Linked DNA regions of Rattus norvegicus: region 2 is linked to region 1. The links are chromatin contacts, called in public Hi-C maps. All regions are on one chromosome and are shown on one strand. The core of a region is the stretch at or near the end of the contact, and the rest is flanking DNA. Distances in the headings are between cores, read along the strand shown.

Region 1 (7,515 bases), core at 1,615-4,114:
GAAGCAATGGACAGAGGTATGTGAGCATGGCAAAGGCTCCCAAGTCTGTGTACTGCCCCCTTCTTGTTTTAGCTAGACGTCCAAATCCTTCCACCCATGGGCCTGTGGGTGTCCTCTGGCACCCAGAGCCCGAATGCCTTAACTGTCTCCCAGTTGCTCCCAGTCTCATAGTCTTCCATTTCACTCCAGTTTTCCAGTGACTAAGGCTGGAGCACTTAGTCATATGGCGTCACGGACTCTTCCTGGTCAGTCAGGACATGCTTGTTCCATTGTCTCTATAGGTACTCGTTTGTTTAAAAGGTTAAAAAGTGATTGCATAGTATTTCAGACAACACAATATGAAGTATGGTGATACCCTCCCTCCACCTAACTTAATGAAAACTTGGACATGTAAGCACAGCACTTAGGAAACACATTTAAATCTCATTTTTCTCTCACATTTATTTATTTATTGTTTGTACTTTATGCTATAGCACATGTCATGGTAAGGTGATGACTTGAGGGACGGTCCCTCCATCATGTGGATTTCTGTGACGGAAGTGCTGTCAGATTTGGCTACAAGCCCTCCTGATCTGCTAAGACATCTGGCTGGTCTTCGATTTCCTCCTTACCCGTTTAAAACTTAGCATCTTGAAGACTTACAGTGAGTTTCTTTATTAGTATCATTTCTGGTTGCTGTGATATAACACCCTGACAAAGAGCAACTTAGAGGAGAAATGTTTATTTCAGTCCTTTCTAGGAGGGAACCCAAGGAAACAGGAACTTCAGTCACATTGGACTTCAGGGCACATCAAATCCATACACAAAGAGAATGAATGCTTGCATGTTTACAACTCAGCCTATTGTCTCTGCTCTTATATGGTCCAGGACCCAAATAAATCCAGGAAATGGTGCCATCCACAGTGGGCTATGTCTTTCCACATCAGTTAACTTAATGAAGACAGTCCCTCATAGACACAGGTCAGCCTGATCCAGATAACCCCTAGAGAAGATGGTCTTCTCAGCTGATTCTAGATTGTGTTAAATTGACAATTAAGACTGACTCTAACAGTTATTATATCCATATATAGTCATAACTTGCTATGTTTTAAAACATCCTTCTGTAACTAGTTTCTTCATTCTGTATTTTAAAAGTTCTACATATTCTGAACCAACTCAGCATAGATGAAGAAAATTCAGAGCTCAAATGCCCAACTACCCAGACAGTACTGACATTTCCAGTTTGATATGGTAAGACTAATTGCTGACCATGATTCCATATAAAGTTTCTAGCTATTCAGTGAGGTACCTTATAGACCTAGCTTGATTTCCTCCTTTTCTTGGAGTTGTAGCTGATGTTATTACCAACTTTGTCCTAGTCTACTGGGGAATAGGGTGATCTGGTTTTGTTTCTTGGCCAGGAATAGCTTGTGAAATCTTGAGAGAAAACATGACAAGAAACTGGGCCAAGTCTGGGGACAGGGGAAAACAGACCTTATTGTTTTGAGATTTATTCATGATGTTCGATACTTTTAAATTTTCATTTAATGACTGTTTTGAAACATGTTAATCCATTGTCAATTATACTGTATTAGTTACTATACGTGTGTATTTATCTAAATACAGGTATTATGTTTTGCATATGAGTGCTTTGAGTGTATCTGCACTAGTTAAGAAAAAGGTATTCTTTCAAGAGACCATTTTGCTTTTGGTCATCTTAAGATAGGCTGTAACATTGACTCAACCCTGGTTGAAGTCTACTGAATCTTACCTTAGTGGTGAGTGATACTTTTGCTAATATGCATTCCTTAAGAGCTTTGCCTCAAAATAGTTTGAGTTATCTGCTTTTTGGCCCAAAAGCATTATTCTTGCTTGCATGCCACAAGAGAAAGAGAACATGTGTCATTGTCAGTATTAAAAAAATACCAGGAAATAGTTGGGGGAGAATTCCAGCACACAGGAGGCAGAGGCAGTGGCAGGTAGATTTCCTGTGGTTCCAGGCTAGCCTGGTCTACAAATCAAGTTTCAGGATAAACAAGGCTACACATGAAACCTTGTTTTTAAAAACAAACCAACCAACCACCCTCCCAAAAGTCCAAAAAGTCCTCTGAAACTGAGATGCATGCCCTCCCCACCCAGTGATTTTTTTTTAAGGTAGCGCATATTAAGCTAGTTTAAATGCTTCAATTTGCACAACATTATACAAAACATAATTACAATAATTGGGTCGTTTATTCTTGCTTGAGATAGATTTCTAATAAAAGTATTAAGGAAAGTGTTTCCTCCTCTTAAATTCAACCTTTTTAAAGTAGAAGTATCTAGAGGTAATAGACAATGTTCTCTTGTTTGCAGAACATTTTTTTCTCCTGAATGACTGCAAGACATTAAGGATGTGAAAGGAAGGAGTGTTAACCTAAATCACTAAGTAAAGAAAATGTACCTAAGCACTCCCAGGGGAAGGATACTTGGGGTGAGATTTACCATTTTAATAAATGTTGGCATTGTTGACTTATTTTCTTAGGTTAAGAAGCAGGGAGTTTGTGTGTGCAGCAAACTAATTTTAAAGGGTGGCTGTGCCTGACTGAATAAAATATAACTAAGCTTGCTTTGATATCACTGGCCAGAATTAAAACCTTTTTTCCTTATGAAGAGACTTGAGACTTTTTGCTGTCAGTGACTGTCTTCAGGGTCCACAGAAGTAGATGGTTGGTAACCAAGGGCTAAGGGTGGGGAGGATGAGGTGGGATGGGAAGGCGATGTATCCGAGTATGCGACCAAGAGCTGAATGTGTGTGAAAAAGTCCTCCTCCAGCCTCGGAGGGGGTGTCTCCCCCAATACCAGCTCCCTCCCCCAGGGCTCATGGGGCGGGTCCGGTTTGCTCAGTAGCAGCGGCAGCCTTGGGGCTGAGCGGTGGTGGCCTCCTGGCAGCGCTGGCAAGAACCAGCTTCGAGAGCCCATGCCCTGGGGAGATCCAGTCCAGGCGGCTGCCAGGATGGAGGAAACGTCGAGTGGAGTCGGAGCCACCGGGGACGGACTTCCTCCCCAGTTCAGCTCCCCGACAGCTTGGCAAGGCCTGCACGAAGGGCCAACGAGTGGAAGAGGCTTGCGCCTCGGGCCTGGCAGCCGTAGCCGAGGAACGAGGCTGGCACACCGGGGTAACGCGCGAGCCGGGGCCGTTCTCAGGAACCTACGGCGCCACGGCCGCTCATTGTCTCTCCCCTTCAACCCGGGGGCAAACAGGAAGCCCGCCGCCTGGCCAAGCGACGGACAGGCGTCCGGACCAATGAACACAGCTGACGGAGAGCCCAGCGGCAAATGAGCGCCGGGAAGAGGGGCGGAACTTCCGGGCGGGCTGTCACCCTCTTCCCCCCTTTTGGGCTGGAGGCTCCACCTTTTGTGTTTCCCGCACAGTCAATCAAAATAGGAAAAAAAAAAATCCCCGGACCGCTCCGGCCGTGTCCGCCGCCGCTTCCCGCATCCTCTCCCGCCGCCGCCGCCTTCGCTTCTCACCATGTGTAAGGCGGCGGGGAGCCCCGCCTGAGGTGTCCTAAACACACTATGACCGGTACGTAAAGCCGAGAGAGAGCAACCCTTGCTGCCTCCGCCGCCGCCACTGCCGCCCACAGCCAGCCCGGGGCCGCCACCGCCGGCTCCCGGCCCCGAGTGCGCGACCGAGTGTCTGTGGAGGCAGAAAGCCGCACTCCCCTCCGCCTCCCTTCCCTCCCCGCCAGCCAGCGTCCAGCCCTCCAGCGCCAGCGCCGAGTGCCCGCCGGGCTCGGGGCGGGCGGCCCAGTCCGCCGGGAGCGCATCCCCCTGTGTGCGGGCGCGGGCGGCGGGCGGGCGTGTGTGAGTGACTGACGGTGCGAGAGGAGCGAGCGCCGCGGAGGGAAAGGGGAGGAGAGGAGAGGAGAGAGGAGAGGGGGCAGGGGCAGCGCGGGGAGGAGGAGGAGGGAACGAGGAGGAGGAGGGTTACAGCCGCGGCGGGCGGGGGCAGCAGGAGGGGAGGAGGGAGCGCGCCGCCGCGGCCGCGGCCGGGGGGAGGGGAAGGGGCCGGGGCCGGCTGGCGCTAATGTGGCCGCGGCCCGCGGGCCCCCTCCCTCCCCGCACCCGCCTTCCTCCCCGCCCCACCCCCCCCGCGCTGTGCCTGCAGCTCCCGAAAAGCCCGTGAAACAAGAGGAAATGGCTGCCTTGGACGTGGACAGCGGCGGCGGCGGCGGCGGCCACGGCGAGTATCTGCAGCAACAGCAGCAGCAGCAGCAGCACGGAAACGGCGCGGCGGCGGCGGCGGCGGCCCAGGTGAGGAGCGGCTGAGCGCGGCCCGGCTCCCCGCGCGCCGCTTTCTCCTCCCCTCGCCCTCCCTTCCTCTCTCTCTCCCTCCCTCCCTCCCTCGCGCGCCCGCCCCTCCCCCGCCCCGGGAGCTGCCCGCCCGAGGCGCCAACGCTCCGACCCCGCCCGCGCGCCCCCGCCCGCCGCCTTTTTTGTGCGTGTGTGAGTGTGCAAGTGTGCGCGCCCTCCCGGGTGGGATCCGGGCGGAGGGAAGGCCGGGCGCGCAGCCGTCCGCCGCGGGCCGCCGAGCGGGCCGAGCGCAGGGAGAGGCGCCGCCGACCCGGAGGAGGAGAGCGCGGGCCCGGCCGGCGAGGCCAGGCGCGGAGCGAGCCGTACTTCCTGTGCGAGCGGGCCCGGCCCTAACCGCCACCCCCTCCCTGTCTCCCTCTCTGAACCCGCCCATCGCGGGTAGGACACTCAGCCGTCACCGCTCGCTCTGCTGGCCGCTACCTGCAGCAAGATAGGGCCGCCATCGCCGGGCGACGACGAGGAGGAGGCGGCCGCCGCCGCCGGGGTCCCCGCCGCCGCCGCCGGAGCGGTAAGTCCCGCGCGCGCGGCCCGCCCCCGCCGAGGCCCCGCGCCCGCCATCCCGGGCCTGCGGCGCGCCCGCCCGCCAACCCAAGGCCTCCCGCCGCCGCGGGGCCGCCACGCGCGGGCTGTCCGGCCCCGCCGCGCTTTCCTGCCAGCTCGCGTCCCGGGTGGGAACCCAGGCCGGCCCGCGCTTTCCGGAGATTGTCACTGCGGCATCGCGCGCAAAATTCCTCACAAAATGAAGTCTGAGGCGGCGGTAGTGTGGTGTGGGGTGGGGGTGGGCATAGGACTCCAAAATGGATGTTTAAGTAATTTGTATCAGGACTTGAAAACTCATTCGCTTTCTGCACTACATTTGCAAGCACAGCCTATCGGCCATTGATAGTATCACCTACCGAGGCAGTGGCTCTAGTTTCTAGAGTTTCAGAATCTGGAGCAAGTTTCCAGATCTTGAGTAATTTAGGCAGAAGATCATTTAAGGAGCATGTTCTTTTATACGCAGGGTCGAACATTTTTATTACTGTGTCTTTTTCTAACCTGATCATTTATAATTGTTGGCTTTTTGCAGACTACTCCAACTTTGCACTAGTGTTTTTCTGAGGGTTAAGTGAGACAGTTGGCTATTGAAATTTAGGAGTGAGTAATAACTTCGGCCTTTGAAGGTTTCAGGACTATCAATCTTAAAAAGTAGATGAAGTTATTTTGTTTACATGCATGTTAGTACACTCCATACTTGAGCTTAGTTGGCAACACTTCATTTTTATTACAACTAGTCTGATAAGGATGTGTTGGGATTCTTTTGTAAGTTTTAGAATGTCTAGGATGTGCAGAGGAGCTGGAAGTCTTATGTGAAGACTCAGTGTAAAATTAGGTGCTGTAGAAAAATGTGAATTTTACATCTGTGTGGACCTTTGCTGCGAAAAGGTGTGTTCACCTGTTAAGATAGTTAAAACACTTCTCAAGACTAAGTTTTTAAGAGTTGGTTTATAGCAGTCGATTTATGTAGTGGCAGTTCAGTTGTTATTGTTAGAAAAGTTAGCAGTTATATACTAGTCATTCAGCGTTAATCGTTACACAATATTATTAGTAAATGGATAATTTTAGTCTGAAATTATAGTATGGGCAGTGGGAATGTTTAATGTCTTGTATTTTTTCAAGCAGATTAAAATATCAAAAGCCAAAGTCTGTTTGGGAAACATTCAAACAAACTTAGGCAGATTAGTAAACTTTAAAGTTATATTTCCCTAGTCCCAAAGAGCTAAAATAAGTTTATTGTTTACTTTAATAAACTACCTCAGAAGTAAAATTGAAAAATAAATTACAGTAAAATTTCTCGTGTGACTATCAAAGTTTAGGAGTGTGCTTACAGATGGGAGGGAGAGGGGTGACAGAAAGCTTAGGGTGAGGACCTTGTGCTTAGATCACCACAGGGATCCAGACCTGTATGTGTCATGTCCTCAGGCTTCTTTAGGCATCTCTCAACTTTCCTCAGTACTAAGAACATCCATTTCCTGCCTGATGAGCGCGGACAGTCTGAATTTATTCGTAAAAGTAATAATATGAAAGTACAGTTTGCTAGAGAAGCCCCTAAACTTAGATTTTGTGCATGTTTATTGCCTGATAAATCTGAGTTCTTCCAAATTTCTCACTATGAGCAAAGTTGAAATAAACTGAGCTGAAAGTTGAATAAGGTGAAAAACATGAGAGCAGTCTTTGTGTGAACACTAATGGGAAAAAAATTAATTTCCAGCTTCAAAGTGATTTAAAGTTTTTCAGAATGTCTAAAAATGAATTCAGATGAATTTATTAGGATATTTTCAACATTTAAGACTATATTTCAATATATTTTAAGTACTCACAAATTACTGGCAATTACTGTTATTGGAGTGTCTTGTTGTGGACCGTTTTTAGATGTACAGCGAGCAGGGAATCTAGTGTTAGTTACATTACCTTTCACCTGGTTTCCCCAGTGCTATCTATTGTGGCACAGTTTTCAAGTCTGTGTATCACTAACATTAGGAGCTACAGATTTTGAGTTTTGTCAGTTTTTCCATTAATGTTTATTTTCTGATCTAGGCTCTAGTTCAAGATAGTTAAAGTGTTCTGTCAAGTGCAGAAGTTCAGCCTAATGGCAATTTAGCTTGGTATGTCAAGATGATAAGTACCTTGAGAAGCAGTGTTCACTAGAGAATTGTTTTACCATTCGAGTTTAGAACTTGTAATAGAGAGGATCCTAGCCAAGGGTGTCCAGGGCTAAAACTTGAGACAGTCCCAGTGGTTTCATCTATGATGACCTATAATATGGGCATCCAAAGATGATACAGCAAAGTTCCTTTGTATTTTATTATTAGGAGATGAGATCTCTATGTATATTGTCCAAATTACAGTCATGACCTTGTGGATACTTTATTTTATTTGTGCTTTTGGGCAATAAACTATACAAAAAATATTATAAGAATCACCCATTTAAGTTATAAATTCAATGCCCATTAGTTTTGCAGGTAAATGTTGGCACATTTAAAAAGTGAATACTTTCATTTCAAGAGAGGGAGCTTTACCATTAAGACCTTACAGGGCTAGGATGTAAGTAACAGTGACAGACAGTGCTTACCTAGCGTTTGCAAAGCCTTGGTTTCCATTCCACCCCTACATACTGACTGGGGGTAGGGAAGCCCGTAC
Region 2 (7,186 bases), core at 2,371-4,870, 230 kb before region 1:
CCCCAGGAGGATCTAACACTGTCTTCTGGTCAATGTGTGCAGCAGGCATACATGTGGGACGTAAACATACATACAGGCAAAACACTCAAACGCATACAATAAGTAAATTTTAAAAAGGAGGTGTTTTGGGCTGGAGAGATGGCTCAGCCGTTAAAGGCTAGGCTCACAACCAAATATATAAAAAGGAGGTGTTTTTATATCAACCTCAAAACAACAACAACAACAACAACAAAACCAATCGTTGTCTCCCAAAAAGATTATGTAGTGCTTCCTGAACTCATCTGATCCTGCATCCCTTATTCGACAGAGCTTCTTGGAGAATCACAGTTACACAGAACGTACTCTGTGAAACTGTCGTATAATTTAAGACTGCAGGTGAGAGGAACAGTGTGCCTCCAACATACGTTAGTTCTCAGGAGGCTATAAGTTCTTGTCTGCCTTGGCCACTACAAATATTGCTTGGCTATTAGAAATCCACTGTAAACCAATTTAAACAGAAAATGGAAGTTCTTGGTAGAAAGCGAGGTTATCAGAAAGCCTGGGGTTAAAAAGTAAACAGGCCACTCGATGGATTAGACATTTGGAATTGGACACTTAGAACTTGTGATTGCTTTCTCCTCTCTCTCTCTCAATTTCTCCAGGACCGTCTTATGATTACTTGCTCCTTTTCTGCCTTATTCTTTCTTTCTTTAGAATAGCCTTCTGTCAAAAAAAAAGTGCCTAACATAGTTCTTAGCCCTGGTTTTATGTTCTCCTCTAAGCAACCAATAGATTCCGATTTCCAGAAAGAAAAAGAATCTTGATTTCTTCAGCTTGGATTTGATATCCCAGGTCCAGTATGTTATGGCCAGAAGGTTCATGTGCTACAAACAGTAAGGTTTGAGAGCAATGAACCCTCTAAGGGACCTGGGATAAGTAGGTCTCATGGTAGCGTCAGTCACACTAGGTGACTCTGAGATGGCTCTTTGAAATTAGGGCAGCCTGTGTAAATATGGTGTTGCTTATCTGCAATCCCAACACTCAGGTAGCCCAGCCTGGTCTAAACAGTGAGACTGTATCTTTAAAAGAGAATGGCTGGGAGGTGACTTACTTTGTAAAGCACAAGCTGTGCAAGGATGAGGCTGAGTTTGATCCTGCTGAGGCCATGTGTTCATATCCCAGTGGTGGGAACGTGTAGTCAGGAAGACCAGGGCTTACAGTTAGCCAGCCTTGCCTAATGAGTGAGCCCCAGGTCCCAGTCATTCCAGTGAGATACTCTGTCAAAAAAAAAAAATACACACACCTACCTAAACATACACATATATTTCTTTAAAAGGGAAGAGGTTTCCCCTATAAGTTTTGTTTTGTTTCTATATATGGGTCTTGTGTCCAGATGTGTCTGCACCATATGACTGTCTGATGCCCTCAGAGGCCAGAAGGCGGCACTGGATCCTATGGGACCAGAGTTACAGTTTTGAGCTCCCATGTGGGTTCTGGGAATAGAACCTGGGTCCTCTGGAAGAGCTTCCAGCGCTCTTAACCACTGAGCCATTACACCCCCCAAATGGGACATCTTGATTCCAGTACTATATAACCCCATTCCCCTACCCGTGGTTCTACTTTCCATGGCTTTACTATATCATGCCCAGTTGCAACGTTAGAGTACTAAATGGAAAATTCCAGAAGTAAGAACTAATTCCCAAGTTTTCAATCATGTTATTCTGAAGAAAATGATGCAGTTTTGTGCTGGTTCTTCTATTCTGCGTAACTAATTTATCTTGTTGCCTAGCACAGTCATACTCCAAATACCCCTCACCTGTCAGTCATGAAGGATCCACTTAGTTTTGACCAGTAAAATGGAATTTGTCTGCTAGAGGCTTCTGAGACAGGCTTCCTTTTTTCCCTAGAGGTCTACTAGATGACAAGCTTTCCTCTCTTCTACTCCCTATATTTAAGTGGCGCCTAGAACTGCAATAGGCTTTTGGTTGTTAGCCAGAGGATGAGGGCAGAGGAAGCCACAGCTACTTAAAGCCATGATGTGTGTGTGTGTGTGTGTGTGTGTGTGTGTGTGTGTGTGTATCAAAGTAATTGAAAAGAGTGTTATTTTTGAATCTGTCAGACCTTTGTGCTGTTCCTGTGAGTTAGATCGATGGTGGCTACACAATGTGTACTGGTTACCCCTGCCCTCTATTTTACAAATACATTGTTTGATGACAAGGATACTAGGTTGAGTGTATAGTGCATTAGTAACTGTATAAAGTAAGGACCTGACTACTCTGACAGTTACAATCTTTAAACAATAACAAAACTGAAGACAAAGACCCTCTCTTTAAAATTTATCAAAGGAGCTCCACCGCTTTCCTCAGATTATCTCATGGAGTGACAGAATACCCTTAATGCAACTTTATTATAAACAGTCACTCAACTGCCACTTATAAGTCACCATTCAAAAGGATTCTGACAGAAAGTGAACAGTTTTAGATCTGTGAGATGGCTCAGTGTGGAAAGGTGCTTGTTGCGAAGCCTCATGATTCGAGTTTCATCCCCAAAACCTGCAAAGTAGGAGAGAACTGACTCCAAGCAATTCTTTCAACTCACCAGAACTGTTGTATGCATGAGCTAATCCACACAAGATTTTGCAGTGAGATCAGGGTTTGAAATGTGTCTTCTGTCACTAGTTTAGTTGTGTGACTTCACCTGATACTTTTCTGATAATATTCTGTCATCTGCAAATTGGGGATTAGCAACCAATTCACACCCTTTCCTTTTATCTGCAACTGGTATGTTTGAAAAAAAATTATGTTTTGGACATTCACTGCAACAAATACTTGAAAGTCATTGGAGAAAACATAATAAAGAGCTTTTTTCCCAGTGGAGTTCCTAGTGTAGGTCACTTTATACATATTATTTGATTTAATCCTACCAATAACCTCGTGAGATGGACCGCACGAGTCTCATTTTATAACCTGGAAGAAATCATATTTCCTTTTCGTGTTTTTTTTTTTTTTTCCCGGAGCTGAGGACCGAACCCAGGGCCTTGTGCTTGCTAGGCAAGCGCTCTACCACTGAGCTAAATCCCCAACCCCCTTTTCGTGGTTCTTAACCACGCAGAGGAAAGGGATGTACGTGTGGCGTCGGGGAGGAAGATGGTGACTCTTTAAATGCTTTATGTATTTCTGTTGCTGTTAGGTGCGTCTTGGATCCGAAGTTTTCCTTGGTCCTTTTTATCTTGAAGAAAGTTAAATGGCCTCTCACTGTTAGCCCAGCTGAAAGAAGTTACTGGAAAGAGGTGGAGGGCAGCGCCGTGCAGGTTCGGAGACAGATCTCGGCGGGATGAGTCTGGGACAAGAGGGTCCGAGATAAACTTGGGAGTCCGGAACCGGAGCAGTGGAGCGGAAGAGAACCTGGTGGCTCGGTTGAAGCCCACGTGTAGAGAGACGCAGAAGCCTGGTGCTGCTAAGCGCCCGCCCCCTTGCAGGCTCCACCCATCCGGGCCCTGGCATCCGGGCCAATGGGCGTGACCCAGTAGGGGCGTGGCCTGAGCACAGGTGCCGCCCCGGCCCGCCCGTTCCGTCGCCTCTGCCGTCGTACGTGCGGCTCGGCGGAGGGCCGGGCCTGCGCTCTCTCCGCCTTCTTCCCCACCTCCGGCTGCCGGCGACACCGGTCTTTGCAGTCTGGGACCCCGTGCGATCTTTAGCCCGGTGCACGGTGAGTCCCTGAAAGAGTCCATGGGCGCCGGGGCCGGTGGCTCCGAGGCTGGCGCGAGGCCGGAGGCCGGCCGCGGGGACAGGCTGAGGGCAGCAGACAGCTTGAGGCATGTGGATGAATGAGGCGCCCTTGGACTAGGCCGCGCGGCCACGAGATTAGCCCTGGCCGCAGTCTGGGGGAAAACCTTGCTTCGGGGCGGGACGCCAGTGCTAGGTCGGGAGGGGAAGGGTGGTGTGCGGGCATCGTGCTCGACTGGGCTACGGGGGCACCCGGTATAGGCCACAGGACTGGACGGGCTCTCCCCATGCAGCTGTTCATTGGAGGCCCGGAACAGGTGTCAAGACCCTAAAAAGGGAGATCCTTGGCCTCCTGGACAGGGATTACAGGTTGGAATATCACTTCTGAGGCGGGCAGGCGGGGGAGGGGAGCAGCGTGGCTCTAGGAGGTACAACGCAGCCAGAAGGCAGGGACAGTTTTAGTTTCCAGCTTCTAAGACGCCAGGCTGCAGTTCTTCGTTGGTTCCTATTGCAGTGTTTAAAATGAGATCAATTTTGCACAGTGAACCTTGGAGCCAGGACAAGCAAGAAAAGACAAAAAGTTTGGACTTGTCAATCAAAAGGTTGGAAGTATTTGAAATGAGGCTGTATAGTCTACTGGTAGAGCACTTGCTTTTGGCATCATACATGAAAGCGCTAGGTTGGATCTTAAAAAAGGGTGAGACGAATGCCTTCGAAGTATCCAGTGTGGAGTGTGGGTTTCAAAAACTGTTTATAAGGACTGATTAGCCTTACCTATACAGTGTCAAAGCGGAAGAGGTCTGGTGGGTTCGAAGGACCTCTAGGCCTAGTAACCATTAGGGTGGTGAACACTGAGTTGTGGAGAAAGGCAGGTCCCAAGTGGTGGAGGAATGGTTGGTGAGAGGTGACTTGGTTGCTGGTGTTTCTGCAACGGGCTTTCTTTGACTTGTGTCTCTGCTTTCCTTCAACCTTTTGATTGCTTTCCAAATGCTTTCCTCCAAATAATATGACAGGTTAAGGTGGTTGTCAGCGGCCAACATGGAAGTTTGGGACGAAGTTTTATGTTTATCTTTGATTCCTGCTGCCACAGTGTTTCTGAAACTACTCAGAAATGACTAGTATACAAATTTTAGAATTACGCCCCCCCCATCGCCTTCCCTAAAAAGTATAGGTTTTGCTTTCATTTTAGTTGTGGATTGATATAAACAGTAGGTTTTCTTTTCTCTTACCCAGTAATATACTCTGTAGACAGAAATGTGTTTTGTTTGCAGGGGTAGTTTTAAAAGTTCATTTTGATATTTTAGATGCCCCCGAAAAAGGGAGGAGATGGACTTAAACCGCCTCCGATCATTGGAAGGTTTGGAACCTCACTGAAAATTGGTATTGTTGGATTGCCAAATGTTGGGTAAGTAAAAATGGGGACTTTTCACATTTTTGTTTTATAAACTTTTGTGTCCTGTTGTAGAAATAAAAACTTACAAGGCAATAAGAATTCAAATTGAAGTACAGGGATTTGAATATTGTTAGAAAACTAGGCGTTAACTTACATGTGCGCTAATTACTCGATTTTAGGTTTTTTTGCACACATTGAAATGAGTTATTTACATTGTTTTGCTAAACTCAGAGGAAGAAGCAGTGAGAGTTAAAATATTAATGAGGCAAATGAGCTACATTTGCTTGAAATGTTGGGAGAAGCATAGTATTCGGTTTGCTTGGACTTGCACTTCCTACCCAGACTGTCACCAGAAACCTAGTAGAAGAACAATTTAAGGAAATAGTTTAAAAACCTTTTTATCAAGCTCTTGAGAGAAGAGAGTTGTCTGGCAGGTGAAATTTTATTGGAGAAAGAAGTAACTACTTTGAATAAGCTGTTAGAAGGTAGGTAAAAGGTTTCTGTTTCTGCATATTTAAAAGCCAAAACAGGGAATCCACAGAACAAGCTGGCTAGCCAGTCTAACCAAAGTGGTGAGTTCCACGTTCAGCAGCAGACCCTGCTTCAGGAACTACAGTGGCATGCAGCTGAGGAGGACACTTGACCCCAGCATCAGGCCGTCATAAGCACACACATGCACCTGTGTCTACACACATTTGAACAGGCAAATGGATGCTATGCATGTGTGTGCACAAAAGGTGTTTAAACTTGGGGATCATGAAAACAAAGTACTGAATTTTGTCATGTCTTTAAAATTAAAGTTAACTCTATATACCATATATTTGCACATAAGACAGTGATAGAAGATATATGTGGGATTAATCCTATAATTCTTTACACATATAACTTGAATGTTCAGTGTCTGTTCTTTTCATTTTTAAAACTATCTTAGCCAGCCATGGAGGTTCACAGCTTTATCCTAGCACTTCAGAGGCTAATGCAAGAGTAGTACTGTGAGATTGAGGCTCTAGAGAAGTCTTGTCTCAAAAAAAAAAGAATCTCAGTCAGTCTCTGTCTGTCTCTCTCAGTGATTAGGGTAGTAGACACAGCATGGGTTTATAAAGATCACTAGGGCATTTTGAGATGTACTTTTAGATGTTTGGGTTAGTGGGATATAAGACAACTGTGGTGTTTTGTGTGCTTTCTGGAACTCCTGGTACAAAAATCCTCAGCGAATAGAGCATGATGTATTCAAGTCCCCAGTTCTTGGATTCTTGTAATGTAAATCATGAGCAAATGTGATTGTCCGAGTTTCAGTCTCTTCTAGAGCAGGTTGTATTTTGAAGGGGTTTCTTTCTGTGTTAGAGTCTACTTGTAGAGTAATAAATAAAGGGTGGAAATATAAATATAGCAAAACAAGTAATCAGCCAAGTGCTATAGGGTACTGCCAGTAAAGTGAGGTGCGACCATAACGTCTGCAGGGAGTTTCCGAACCAGTGGAGGCTCTTAGATGTTAGTTAGCATCCATCTCTTTGGAATCACTGTGGTCACACCATCCTCATTCAAATGGAACTGACTGAAAAGGGGCATCTAAAATCCCAAGTATCTTTTTTTTTTTTTTTAATATTTATTTATTACATATAAGTACACTGTCAGTCTCTTCAGACACACCAGAAGAGGGCATCAGATCTCATTACAGATGGTTGTGAGCCACCATGTGGTTGCTGGGAATTGAACTCAGGACCTCTGGAAGAGCAGTCGGGGCTCTTACCGCTGAGCCGTCTCTCCAGCCCCCCCAAGTATCTTTTTTTAATGTAAGTTTTTTGTGGATACAGTATAGAATATAATAATAATTAATACTTTCAACTTCAAAATAGTCCTCTTCAGTTTTATTGAGGTATATTAAACACAATTTAATTTAAAATATTTTGAATTACATTTTTTATGTGCGTTGTCTTTTGTTGATTTTTTTTGTCTGCATTCATGTCTGTGTGAGGGGGTCAGATCCCAGACAGTTCTGAGCTATCATGTGGGTGCTGGGAATTGAACCCTGGTTCTCCAGGAAAGCAGCCAGTGCTCTCAATCACTGAGCTATCTCTCTAGTCTCTTG

Evidence for each region. A called contact is a pair of places that touch in the nucleus more often than the background predicts.
Region 2: a Hi-C map of liver shows a contact between it and region 1, with 2.6 times the contacts expected there. The contact joins the promoter of Ola1 here to the promoter of Sp3 in region 1. A contact is called at or near these places in 1 of 12 Hi-C or Micro-C datasets (liver) and 1 of 1 datasets of contacts at active chromatin or transcription factors (oligodendrocytes).

The regions. Positions count from the first base shown.
Region 1 is chr3:78,259,866-78,267,380 of GRCr8, reverse strand. It overlaps Sp3 (Sp3 transcription factor), which reads left to right and starts at 2,864. Exons shown (of 7, transcript NM_001427405.1): 1 at 2,864-3,544; 2 at 4,130-4,275; 3 at 4,718-4,843. The coding sequence starts at 3,538.
Region 2 is chr3:78,489,835-78,497,020 of GRCr8, reverse strand. Ola1 (Obg-like ATPase 1) reads left to right here and starts at 3,620. Exons shown (of 11, transcript NM_001033927.1): 1 at 3,620-3,687; 2 at 5,009-5,109. The coding sequence starts at 5,009.